2 separate regions of the Anas platyrhynchos genome follow, and region 2 is linked to region 1. The links are chromatin contacts, called in public Hi-C maps. All regions are on one chromosome and are shown on one strand. The core of a region is the stretch at or near the end of the contact, and the rest is flanking DNA. Distances in the headings are between cores, read along the strand shown.

Evidence for each region. Hi-C and Micro-C count contacts between places; a contact is called where the count stands out from the background.
Region 2: a Hi-C map of liver shows a contact between it and region 1, with 5 times the contacts expected there. The contact joins two enhancer-like sites. A contact is called at or near these places in 4 of 8 Hi-C or Micro-C datasets (F5 follicle, liver, skeletal muscle and 1 more).

Annotation. Positions count from the first base shown.
Region 1 is chr12:2,458,757-2,462,286 of IASCAAS_PekinDuck_T2T, reverse strand. No RefSeq gene overlaps it. Among named protein-coding and RNA genes, the nearest start is that of ZCCHC14, 6.7 kb to the left of the region's middle. Within about 2 kb of position 1,551, at least 1 of the 8 cell types and tissues checked has an H3K27ac peak or open chromatin away from gene starts, as enhancers often do.
Region 2 is chr12:2,500,885-2,504,414 of IASCAAS_PekinDuck_T2T, reverse strand. It overlaps ZCCHC14 (zinc finger CCHC-type containing 14), which reads right to left. Exons shown (of 13, transcript XM_027466672.3): 3 at 2,345-2,418. Among named protein-coding and RNA genes, the nearest start is that of MAP1LC3B, 26 kb to the left of the region's middle. Within about 2 kb of position 1,519, at least 2 of the 8 cell types and tissues checked have an H3K27ac peak or open chromatin away from gene starts, as enhancers often do.

The DNA.
Region 1 (3,530 bases), core at 302-2,801:
TACCTGCCGGCCCCACGCTGCCAACACACCAAATATTGACACGGTGCCGGGTGCTGGGGGTTGTTTCCTGAAGAAGCCCACAAATAACTCCGGAACGACGAGCAAAATGGGAAAACTGGGATTGGTTCGCGGGCAATTCATGAATAGGAAAAGAGATGAAATTAGCTGAATGAACTGTTCATTATGCATTATTCAGCCAGCTGTACTAATTAGTGCCTTAAGGACTGTTCCTGTTCCCGCTGCAGCCAACTCCAGATCTCCTTTTGATTTCAGTGGGAGCAGGACAGAGCCCCCAGAGAGTGGGCCTGGTGCCTGCTTCCTCTGCAATTCTTTATTTATTTATTTTTATATTTTATTTATTTTTACTATTGCTTATCAATTCCAGCTTTTTTTTTTTTTTTTTTTTTTTTTTTATTAAGAGGGCTAATTCCAAAATGTCTTGCATGAGCATCACTTAATTGCAGTAAAGAAAAGCAGCAGCAATCCCGTGTGTCTTGTGCCTGATGTGTTTTCTGAAGGTTTTTACGTCCTTGGCTTTGCTTTTACCCAGGCTAGGTGGTACCGAAGAGCACAAAATCTTGAAAACCCTTTGGAAAGCATGAATCAACCCAGAAATGTCACTAGGTCAGGAGGTGCAGCAATTAAATGTTTGCGTTCTGAGCCCAGAACTCACAGCCAGCCATTTATTTTTTTATTTTTATGTATTTTTTCTTCATAAGAAGAACGTTTGTGGTGTCGCTTTCCCACCAAAACCTTCTCCCGGTGCAGTTTTGCTCTGAATGCAGCACATTTGGGTCCGAAGGGATGGCACCGAAGTGAATTTCCCCCATCCCATGTCCCCCCAGCCCCAGGCAGACGTGACTTCTCCAGGCAGAGGACTGCCACCCATTTACACACAGGCACGTGAAGGATCCCCTGGATTTTGCCCAAGCCCATATTTGTGCCAAAATACTTTTCCTCCCGGTCCTTCTGCTGAGCGAGCAGCAGCAGGGCAGCTCCTCGGGGCTGGAGGTGGGTTTCTGCCCCGGCCGAGGTGGAGCTGCTGCTGGGTTCCCTCCCAGCAATGCCCTAAAATCCCCTAGCGGGGAGGGAGCAGAGGATGCTCCACCAGCTCAGCCTGGAGGAATCTCCTCAGCCCCACTCCTTGGGCTTCTCTCCACAGACTGCCTAAAATGGATATGAAAGAGCCTCGGAGAGGAATTTATTTTCTTCCTAAGACCATCCTTAAAATAACAAACAGAAGAAAACTGGTGACACGCAGTACATCTGTTTGAATAACACGGACCTTCTGTCTGCAGCAGAGGAAACTCCAAATAACTCTTTGATTTGTGTTTCCTTTCTTCTCCTTCCTCATCTCCTCCTCCTCACTACTGTATACAAATCTGTTCCGCGAGCTCAGAGCCACCACTTCTTTCTCCCCTGACAAGCCTGTTTTCATGCCATGTGAGAGTTATTTAATTTCCTCCCCGCTTCGAGCACAGCTAATATTTATCTTCCCTTGTGGGATTGCGTCTCTGCTCGGAGGCGGATGTCAGGGGGTAAGGACAGCCCTGCCTTGGATCCGAATTCCTGCCCTCTGACTGTGTCTCGGGGAATAGCATCATCCCCTGCAGGCAGCGGGCCTGATTCAGAGAATTGAGTAGGATTTAGGTCTGTGTTTAAAGTTAGCAGGCGTAGAAACCCCTTTTTTAAATAGGGGCAACACCTAACGCCGAGGCAGCGCAGCTGCTGGTGTGCCAGGCGATGTTCAACGGGGATAAGGCCATTGAGGTCTGGCCTTTTGCTGGCTGCTGCTTTGCTCCCCCAGAAGCAGCGAGGCCGTGAAACGATGGCTAGAGGCCACTTCTTGTTTTTTAAGAAATCCATTTTGGGGGCAGAGGTGAAGCCCGAGTAAGGCAGAGATTGCAAGGCACCGCTCCCACCGATTCTGAAATCACGGGAACAGGCAGGATCTCACCGCGTGGCTTTTCCTTTGTTCAAAGCTGCCGTGTGTGCCGAGCGAGGAGCCACATTTTCCTCATTAAATGTGCTTCCTTTCGGCACCGATCCTTTCCCTTCGTTACCACAAGGCGTTTTTTTTTTTTTTTTTTTCAGGCCCTCAGAGCTAATATCACAACTATGGATCTGGGGTTTATTTATAGCCCTCGGCTCCGCCGAGCGCTGTGTGTCTTGTTGCTGTGGAAACTGGGATTCTCAAAGTAAAAGGCTTTTAAAGGGATTTTTCAGAAGCGACCTGCTGGATTCGAGTACTAGCTTTCACCTCCAGAGCTCTGTGTTCGGCTGTGCCTCAAAGTTACCAGCAAAACACGTCCCGTGCGCTCCCCTGGGGACGCCGGTCCCCTGCAGCGCGCTCAGATCCCGCACTTGGCCCTGGTTTGTGCTCTCTGCTGTAAGGCAGATGTGCGGGGAGCCACGGGCACGTTAAAACCTGCTGCCGGCAATGCCACATTCGCCAGGCTCGGGGCACTTTGCTTTTTTCTTTCCCTGTCGTTGTTTTCCTGGAGTTTTTTTTGCCAAGGGAAATTCCGCCTTACGCGTGGCTACGTCTGTGAACCTCTCCGCAGCCAGCTTTGAGACCGCTGCGGGTGGATGTTTCTTGGAAATCAGATTTTACTGCATTAAACAGTGATCTACTTTATATTATTTATCTCCGGGCATGGTGTGAACAGGCTGCAGTCCTACTGATGCTCTGCATCCTCTCTCGGCAGGGCAGCGGCGGGCAGAGCTGCACTTGGCCAGGCTTTGCCGGGCAGGGCGCTGGCTGAGCGCTGATTTAAAAAAAAATAAAGAAAATTCAAGCAGTAATTCTGTTTAGAGCCCAGTTCAACATGGGCAGAGATACGAGGTGCATCCAGGATGCCAAGCTTGGAAAACCAACCCCAAAAATGCCACCCTACTGATGCGGCGAGGGAAGGGGGGGACGACGGGAAGGCCGGGGCACGTGTCTTAAATTCACAAACAAGGCACAAAATGTCAGAGATGATCAGCTATCGCCTCGCATTTCCATAAGTAAAGCAGCAATCCCAATGTGTGCTGGCTGACGGGGCTGGGGGCTGGCATGGGGCAGCCTCTCCTTCCCCTGCGCAGCCCTGACATTTGCTCAGCACATCTCACGGGTCCGCGCTGCCGTGGGGCGCATCGAGCCCTCCAGGAGCTCTTACCGGGATATTCAATTAAAAATAGAAAGGCAGGAGCCAAGAATACTCGCAGGCCGGAGGAATGGCAATTCAGTGACTTGTCTTTTCCATTAGAGGGTGCCAGGAACCTACTGTTGCTGCACACCCCAGAAATCATGGGGAACGTGACTTTGCCCTGTACATTGCGGGACCAGGCAAATCCGTGCCCTTTTTGGGACCCGCTCCTTGTGCTGCCCGGCCAAGCCAACAATTCAACTTTCAGGGTGAAATGCAGGCGGGGAAGAGCTGATGGGACAGCTGTAACTTGAAATAAATGCAATGAGAAGCCTTTCTTGCACCGCCATGTATGATTGGGGCATCAGAGGGGTCTTTAATAGGCTTCATTTGGGGCTG
Region 2 (3,530 bases), core at 270-2,769, 42 kb before region 1:
TGAAGAATTGAAGGTGGCAGCAAACCATCCTGCTGCCAAAAAGCAAAATTTTTAGCACGAAACCTGGAGTTACCGAGCTATGCTTTTCGGACAGCACCATTTTGTACAAGCCCTAGCAAAAGGAAGCAGTTCGGTATCTCTTCCTGTAGGCTCCCTATGTTAAATCATCACATTCTTCAATGCAGAGGCATTTATTGGGTGGTGGGTTATTAATACGAGCCAAAATACGCGGCTTTTTGGCACGAAGAGGGTTGGATGCAAGTGGCCAGCATTGCTAGCAAACTAGCAAGCCCCCTCAAGCATAAGATCCCCAATTCAAAGGGTTTGGCAGGTACTCGAGTCTTCAGCAGCTACATATGGGAAGAAGCTGGGTTTATGTGTTTGAGAAGCAGGAAGCCATCTTCTCACATGACGCTAGTCTCAATGACAACTGAAAACATACACACAGTTTTTCCAGCCTCCAGAATGCAGCCAAAAAGACTGGTGAGAGGATTTCAAAATAGATTACATAATGGAGGAATTTCCTCTCTGCAGAGCTGTTACACAAAAGTAAAGAAAAAAGAAAAGAAGAAAGAAAACTTGAGCAGCTTCTGGTTTTGCAAAGCCTTTTCTCCTCCTTTTTTTTAAGGTTTGCGATGAATTAATACCTTTTTAAGATTGGTGAGAAGCTTCAGGAAATACAGGAGATATTTCTCTTTCCTTCTGGTTTTGTAAAAACCTGACATTTGTTAAAAGTGGTGTTTTGCTATCTTGATATAACTTCCAATACTTACAAAACAGTAACATGAGCTGTAAATCCATGGAACAACAGCAACGCCAAGCAAGGCTGAAAACTGCTCTATCTATTGACTTCTGGTCCCAAGCTCCTCAACAAAACATTTAGCAGTTAGGTTTCTAACCAAGCAAGGAGCAATTTATTAGCTCAGCCAAACTATGGACGGCTTATTTAGTTACAAGCCGTCAAGTGAAATGTTGTCACCGATAAAAGTCATTTCTGGTATTTATAGAAGAATTTATGATAGGAAAAGACGTTCCACAAAGTATGAGTATGCAACTGGAGTCCAGACGACGACATCGTTCAGAAGGATGTTAAAAAAAATCAAAAACCCTTTCTAATATTGATGACATTTGGACCAGTCACAGTCATTATCCCTGAATTGAGACAAGCAGAGGTTAATGCTGTCAACATCACACGAAGACGCCAAACGGGCGCTCTGGCTTGGGTCTCAGTTTGAAAGAAACTTTTCTTTTTAGTGAAAGTTGTAGATAATTGAAATTCTACTGTCCTTTTTCTTTCAGGTTTTCCCTTTCTCACCAACTGTTTGGCTTTGATGCCTCATTAAGTAAGCCAAAGACATTTTCTGGGCTTTGCGTTCTGAATTTTGGAATACGTTCTTCAGATTGGAGGGGACAAAAGCATTTTGTCATTCTTGCTTGACAGCTCTCCGCTACGAACACAGGGTTTCACTGAATGAAATCATAGGCCCACGGGAACCGTGAGCAACGACTGAAGCCCCAAAAGCTGCGTCAAAAAGGGGAAAAGCCACTTCTCCTAGCAGCCTGTGGCTAACCACTCTCATTCCAGCAGAACTATTCTCATTTCCAGTCTGAATTCGTCTGGCTTCAATTTTCAGACAACGGTTCCTGTTATGCTTTTTTTTTTTTTTTTTCTGCTACATTAACAACTCCTTTACCATAAAATATTTTCTTCCCTTTAAACACACTCTTCTATGATGCTCAAGTCATCTTTCGGTGGAATTCTTTAAGTCTCTCGCTGCATGGCATTTTCCTCAAGCCTTGAATAATTTCCATAGCTATTTTCTGTACTCTACAACACCCCTTTTAAAACCAGCAACGTCTGAAACATATGCCACAGTCTCACACTCCCCTCGCTGCTGAATACGGAGATAAATGGTCATTCTGCCTCTTTTCCCATACACACACAACTGCCCTGAGTGCCTGACTTCTCTCGTTTGTCCAGATTAAGACTCACATTCTTGTTAGCTTCTGCATTCCAGGACACAGATACCATTTTCTGCAAGTGTGGCGTGATTTTTTCCTAAAAATATACATTTGCCACAACTGGCTGCATTGGAGTGATTTATTTCTTTGCCTGTGTCCCACTTACCAGTCAATCTCTGCAACATCTACATATGTTAATCAACAGCAATTTATGACTACTTACAAATCACTGATTAAAAAAAAAAAAGACTAAGCACCTATCCTTGAGGACCAATTTCTGGGATCTAACAATGTTTGAGAATTGCTTTAACTCCTTTTTAAGTGTTATCCTCCCTTCTTTCAAAGGAAAAAAAAAATCCCAAAAACAATCAGCAGAACTTACCTCAAAGGAATATTCAACATTTCTCTCATTCTTCTTGTGTGCCAGTCCCTTTAGCTCCACTTTTTCAACACTCACTGTGGAAAAGCAAAGAGATAAGAAGGATGAGGAGGATGTTTTTAGCTGCATGCAGAAGGGATTATTCGAGCTAGGGCCAGAACTCGGCTGGCGGCAGTGCTTCAGGTGCACACTGGAGGGCAGATAGGGAAGGTGATACCCATTGAACCTGCTTTCCATTCCAGCTTTAGGAAGGCTTAATTTCCACCACCACCCAAACAATAGACCAAGTGCAAAGCTCTTCATTTCCTCCTGGCCGTATGACAGCACTCACTGGCACGCCACCAGACCCGACACAAGGGGATGGGTTTGTCTGAGCAACGTCACGTAGCAAACAGCATCCCGCTACGGGGAACCTGACGCATGGCCGGTGAAAACCGTGTTTTCAGGGGCTGGTTTTACAAGTTTAGTGCTTTTTTATTGCTCCGTTGACATCAGGGCTCCTCCTTGAGTGCAGGTTGACGGGAAACTTCGGCCTCAATTATTGCTATTTGTGGAAGTTGTAAGCAAAGCCAGGATCTTCCAGAGGGCAGGGCTGCACAGCCCAGACCCTGCTGCCTCCATCTCCACGTGTGTGCAGCCTTTACAGACACAGCCCTCGGCGTCAGGTCTTTGAAATGCCACCTCCTCGCAGCCTCTCGTTTCCCACACACATCAAAGCTCTCACCATGCTAACCATTATCAAGGTTATTTTACCGCCTTTCTGCTGCTCCTGTAATTTCTCCTGTCTTGTGCCTGCACCCGTGGGGATACACATATTATTATTATTTTTTTTTCTCATAAAATCTCAATTGCATCGGCTTCAAAATTCAAAAGCAATTAGACAAAACCAGTCAGGGGAACGTTAGCTGCCAACAACAGGTGCCGGGAGGGCCGCATGCTGTGCGCGTTACATTTCCACGCAGCAGTTCAAAGGAGAGAAATCCAGAGCCTGACATTTTGTTTCTGGGGAACTACAATCGACAACATTTTTACTTGTTTTCAAGACTATTTATACATTATGTCACCTGTATGACTCAGAGGTGCGTTTATCACATTTATCTTTCTCTTCCCTGATAACAGAAGCAGCCTACTCCCAAGGCCAAGGCGGCTCCATCTCCAACCTGGGGCTCGATTTTCCTCCCCATGAAAT